Linked DNA regions of Mus musculus: region 1 is linked to region 2. A link is a contact called in public Micro-C data. All regions are on one chromosome and are shown on one strand. The core of a region is the stretch at or near the end of the contact, and the rest is flanking DNA. Distances in the headings are between cores, read along the strand shown.

What was found. A called contact is a pair of places that touch in the nucleus more often than the background predicts.
Region 1: a Micro-C map of granulosa cells shows a contact between it and region 2, with 2.1 times the contacts expected there. The contact joins two enhancer-like sites. A contact is called at or near these places in 1 of 15 datasets of contacts at CTCF or cohesin (the NIH/3T3 cell line), 18 of 484 Hi-C or Micro-C datasets (the C2C12 cell line, ECoMG myeloid progenitors, the G1E-ER4 cell line and 13 more) and 3 of 115 datasets of contacts at active chromatin or transcription factors (bone marrow-derived dendritic cells, embryonic stem cells and pancreatic cancer cells).

The regions. Positions count from the first base shown.
Region 1 is chr1:58,374,528-58,377,227 of GRCm38.p6, forward strand. Aox2 (aldehyde oxidase 2) reads left to right here. Exons shown (of 36, transcript NM_001008419.2): 35 at 1,735-1,809. The coding sequence ends at 1,788. All of the region lies in intron 2 of Gm39644 (a long non-coding RNA gene), which reads right to left. Among named protein-coding and RNA genes, the nearest start is that of Gm39644, 17 kb to the right of the region's middle. Within about 2 kb of position 1,379, at least 15 of the 459 cell types and tissues checked have an H3K27ac peak or open chromatin away from gene starts, as enhancers often do. A contact at or near this core is called in granulosa cells, where this site is marked.
Region 2 is chr1:58,295,239-58,297,938 of GRCm38.p6, forward strand. It overlaps Aox2 (aldehyde oxidase 2), which reads left to right. Exons shown (of 36, transcript NM_001008419.2): 10 at 625-717. All of the region lies in intron 2 of Gm15759 (a long non-coding RNA gene), which reads right to left. Among named protein-coding and RNA genes, the nearest start is that of Aox2, 18 kb to the left of the region's middle. Within about 2 kb of position 1,288, at least 24 of the 459 cell types and tissues checked have an H3K27ac peak or open chromatin away from gene starts, as enhancers often do. A contact at or near this core is called in granulosa cells, where this site is marked.

The sequences.
Region 1 (2,700 bases), core at 129-2,628, 79 kb after region 2:
TGTTATGGTTATTTCTCTGAGAACAGCTAATATTGTTTTGGCAGCTTGTAGGCTCAGTCATTTTGACCCCTAAACTTTGTTTTTACATTTGTTTAGTCAGCCAGTTTTCTTATCTGGCTCTGCACTTGGCCTGCTACAGTTTGGGAAGTCCTTCGAAAAGAAGGGGGAAGGTACTGGGTGGTCTTGAATTCATTTTGGATGTTACAGAACCACACACTCTCCCTCTGAGCTACATTCCCATATGAATATATATATTTTATGTGAATATAAAAAATTCTTGTGGAAATCTTTATATCTTTCCATTATTGGGATAAAATTCCATCTTTTAGCCCCTTTGTAGGGCTGGGGATGTAGCTCAGCCCCTTTGTAGGGCTGGGGATGTAGCTCAGCCCCTTTGTAGGGCTGGGGATGTAGCTCTGCCCCTTTGTAGGGCTGGGGATGTAGCTCAGCCCCTTTGTAGGGCTGGGGATGTAGCTCAGCCCCTTTGTAGGGCTGGGGATGTAGCTCAGCCCCTTTGTAGGGCTGGGGATGTAGCTCAGCCCCTTTGTAGGGATGGGGATGTAGCTCTGCCCCTTTGTAGGGCTGGGGATGTAGCTCAGCCCCTTTGTAGGGATGGGGATGTAGCTCGGAGCTGTAGTGAATGCTTAGGCTGCATAAGGTCGTAGTCTCAAAAAAATGAAAATAATTTAAAATGGACATAAAAGTCAACCCTTCAAATGAAAACAGGAGCACAGCAGAGGTAATGGATGTGTTTGTGGCTATCTTAGCTGGGGTTTCTATTCCTGTACAAACATCATGACGGAGGAGTAAGTTGGGAAGGAAAGGGATTATTCAGCTTATACTTACACATTGCTGTTCATCACCAAAGGAAGTCAGGACTGAAACTCAAGCAGGTCAGGAAGTAGGAACTGATGCAGAGGCTATGGAGGGATGTTACTTACTGGCTTAATGCCCTGGCTTGCTCAGCTTGCTTTCTTATAGAGCCCAGGACTACCAGCCCAGGGATGGCACCACCCACAATGGGCCCTCCCTCCCCCCTTGCTCATGAATTGAGAAAATGCCTTACAGCTGGATCTCATGGAGGCATTTCCTTAAGGGAGGCTCCTTTCTCTGTGAGAACTCCAATTTATGTCAAGTTGACACACAAAATCAGCCAGTAAGTACAGTGTCCCTGAGGACAAAGCTAAAAGGACAAATTCTCAGAAAAGATAGACATCTAGACCACGAGGAAGATAAAGGAATCAAATTCTGGAAGCTTGTAGCCCAGGATCGTACAGAGAGCTTGGGGTTTAACTAGCAGAAGCACACACCATGCATCTTTGGATAATGCTGCAGAGGTGGAAAAGAACATAAAACCCAGTCACTTTCTCTTGGCATGTGCTGATGAATGTTATCATTCAAGAAGAATGCCAAGGTCCAGTTCCCTAGGAACCAGAAAAAACCCTGCCTTCTATTCTGTGTAGTTTTGCAACCTTAAGACTTGATATGGCCAGGCATACTCCCAGCACTCGGAAGGCAGAGGAAGGTGGACCTTTCTCTATGGGTTTCAGGCCAGCCTGGTCTATAGAGGGAGTTCCAGGTCAATGATAGGTGTGCATGGAGACCCTGTTTGCTTGGTTTTTGTTTTTATTTTTTTAAGGTGATTTGATGTGATTTCTCTGGTCAAAACTGAAGCCAGATATGCATTCAGTACACATGTTAAGTTTTGGTCTTTTATTCCCTTTTTTTCTTTAGATCCCGAGAGATGACCCAAAAACGTTTAAACCTTGGTCTATACCTATAGCTTAAGCAGCTGTCATTTCCTAAGAGGTAAGATCATTAAATTACAATGACAATGGCTCCAAGAGAGGGAAAAAGAGTTTTCAAACCATGTTCCATGGAACCCTGGATTTATGCAAGCGTTCATTCAAATCGCTGTGCCTCAGCGCTAACAGGTTAATCTGCAGCACTAAAATGTCACAGCTTTGAATGATGATGACGCCAGTCAGAAGATTATAGTCAACACTGAAGTTTTTATTTTAAATAAAATGAAAAATGAGAATGGAGTATATTAAGACATTTTAAACATTCTGTTCTCTGATTTGTGTGAGGTACTTACAACTTAAATGCAAAACTAAAGCCAAATCTGCTGATTTCTGCCTTTCTGGCTAGCTGGTGTTATCCAGAAGGGTGACCTATACTTGGGAGGTTCAGCCACTTCAATTTTGTGCTGTTGCCTTGATACAAAATTCAGAGCACTGAAGGTTTTGAAAAGTGACACTGGAATTCCCTGAATGAAATGTGTTGTCCACTTGGGAGGCAGAGGCAGGTGGATTTCTGAGTTCGAGGCCAGCCTGGTCTACAAAGTGAGTTCCAGGACAGTCAGGGCTACACAGAGAAACCCTGTCTCAAAAAAACAAAAAAGAAAAAAAAAAAGAAATGTGTTGCCATTGTGAAAAAAATTCATAATCTTGGGGCTAAGAAGAGCTCAATGGACAAGATGCTTGCTAAGCAGGGATAAAAATCTGGGTTCAAATCCCCAGCACACCTGTAAAAGTGGTGGCATCTATAATCAGCACCAGCGAGGCCAAAATAGAAAACTCTGGGTTCAGTGAGAGATCCTGTTGGAGGGAAATGAGGTAAAAGGACTGGAAAGAGCACTTACCATTCTTTTTTTGTTTTTGAGACAGGGTTTCATTCTGTATACCTGGGTGGACCAGA
Region 2 (2,700 bases), core at 38-2,537:
TGGATCAAACCTAGAGCCTCACACATGATCAGCAGGTGCTTGACACCGAGTCATATGAACATTCTCTATTTTGGTTTGGTTTGGTTTTTTGGGGTGTTTTGTGTGTGTGTGTGTGTTTTGTTTTTGTTTGTTGTTTTGGTTTGGTCTTTTGTTGTTTGTTGTTGTTGTTGTTTTGCTTATTTTGAGGCAGTCAAAAAAGTGTTGTCACTTTGACCAGCCTGGAACTCACTATGCAGGCCAGTCTGGTCTTGAACTCACAGAGTTCAAATTCAGCTGGCTCTGCCCCTGAGTGCCGAGATCAAAGGCATGCACCACTACTCTCAGCCACAAACATTCTTAGAAGTATTTCCAGGTTCTTTGGCCAAGCACTGGCCAGTCTTATGTGTAAGGGAGTTTGAGGAGCCTCTCACGGTTTTATTTCCTATTGGTCTACATAGCAGGAGTACAAGTCAGGGAATGCATACATTGGGCAGAGGAGTATATATATATGGTCATTGCTTTCACTTCCATACATATTTATTATCAAAGTTTAAGCTTTGTGTCTGAATGTTTTTATGAGAAATGTTCAATGTAAAAGAAAGGGCATTTTTTTCTCTCTCTCTAAAATGTATTTTTTTCCTTCAGGACCAGCCATGAAGTCTCAAGGACACTTTTACCCTGTCCTCCTGTCTCCTGCTAGAATTCCTGATCTAAGAATGGTGACTAAAACCAGTGGAGGTAAGTTCCAGCCCTGCTAGGAAGTAGTGAATGGCTAACCTCGGCAGATCACCCTCAGGTACCTATCTTATTAGCTCCGGCCCATACTGCATTCTTTTTCTGAAGTGAAAGTGTGTCTCCTCTGCAAACCTCATGGCCAAAGTCAAGGTTGTAGCCAGAGACCCTCCATACTCTTTGGCCAAGCACTGGCCAGTCTTCCCGCTTTCTGACTTTTCTCTGATACCAAGTATCAGTAAAGTCAGTAATGAAAATAGGTTGTTCCATAGGAAAGGGTCACTTTTCCTCAGCCCTCCTGTCTCTGGGGCCCTTATATGAGGCACAATTCAAAATCCTCAACATAGCTTAATCTTTCCCCTATAGATGAAGAACCTGCGGTGCAAAAAGAAAATGTGCTCGCCCAAGGGCATCAGGTTACAAGGTCACCAGCTCACAGTTCAGAAGCCCCACTGCCTTTTCACATTAACTGCCCAGCTTGGTCCCTCCGCCAAAGGAAGCCAGCCAGGCTCTGAAGTCTGTGCAACTTGTGGCCAATGACTCGCTTAAAGCTAAGGCGTGAGCACCCTCTAGTGGTCCTCAGGAAACTTCCTGTGGCCAGCAGTGTGAGCACCACTGGGGTGTCTGGAACCAGCTGTGCTCACGGCAGCACCCTCAGGAGTCATATATCTCTACAACAGTCCCACCTTTGATGTAAAGGTCTCTTTAAACTACACGTTCATTCATATATCCACAGTTGGCTCAGCCTAATTTTCTTTTAAAGGCATTAATATGAAGTGTCCCAAAGTCACTGCTGATGGGCCCATGAGGCATAGAGTCAAAGTTTAAAACCATATAGAAACACTGAGGAGGTAATGTGAACAATGGAAGCACCACAACAAAGGCCCAGATGGCCTGTCTGGCCTCGGTCAGAGTATGAACTCCCGTGAGGACAGAGCTATATAGAACAGGGAGCTGGCATTTTGGAGCCCCGCTAGAGGGTTGAGCTGCATGGGGTTGTTTTGTTGTTGTTGTTGTTGTTGCTGCTGCTGCTGCTGCTGCTGCTGCTGTCTGTGTCAAAACCAGAAGCAGGATCAGGGTATGGTGGCTCCTGCCCTCATGCCTGGAATCCCAACAACGTGGAAGGATGGAGAGGGAGGATCAGAATTCAAGGTCAGCCTTGGCAACAAGAGACTGACTGTCTCAAAAACAGAAAGCAACAAAAAGCCAAAAGAGGCAGTGATGATCCACTCTGGTCTCTGTATTTCTGGCTTAAATAACAGCAGTAAGATGTTTATACGATGTTGTGTCTGGTTTGTTTTTCCCTAAAGAGAGCCAGGGTCTTCTCGGGACAATGAATCATTTGACAGAGAACAAGGTTAGCTCTACTGGGCTCCTGCAGAGATACAGCAGGCATTTAGGGTTTGAGTATTTGTTGTTGGTTTTTTTTATTATTATTTCATGTGCATTGATGTTTTGCTGCGTATATGCCTGTGTGAGGGTACAAGATCCCCTGGAATTGGAGGTACAGACAGTTGTGAGCTACCACGTGGTTGCTGAAAATTCAACCCAGATTCTCTGGTAGAGCAGCCACTGCTCTTAACCACTGACATCTCTCCAGCCCTTGGGTTTGAGTTTTAGTTTGCGGTTGGGAAGATTATTTGGCTTGGTTTGGTTGGTTTGGTTTGGTTTGGTTTGGTTTGGTTTGGTTTGGTTTGGTTTGGTTTGGTTTTAGAAGCACAGTTTCCTTAGGTAGCCCAGGCTGGCCTCAAAATCACCCTGTCTCAACTTCCCAAGTGCTGGGGTTACAGACATGTGCCACTCCGTCTGGTTAAGGCCAGAGGTTTTACAGAAGTGAACAGTAGATTCTAATAGAACCACTGGGATAAGGAATCAACAGGCCATAGGTAGGGGTTCTGAGGTGAGACCAGATCTCATAAGAATTATCTTCTATGAGATGCTGAGACAGGACAAGCACTCCAGGCCGACATTCTGAAAATGAGGGACTAT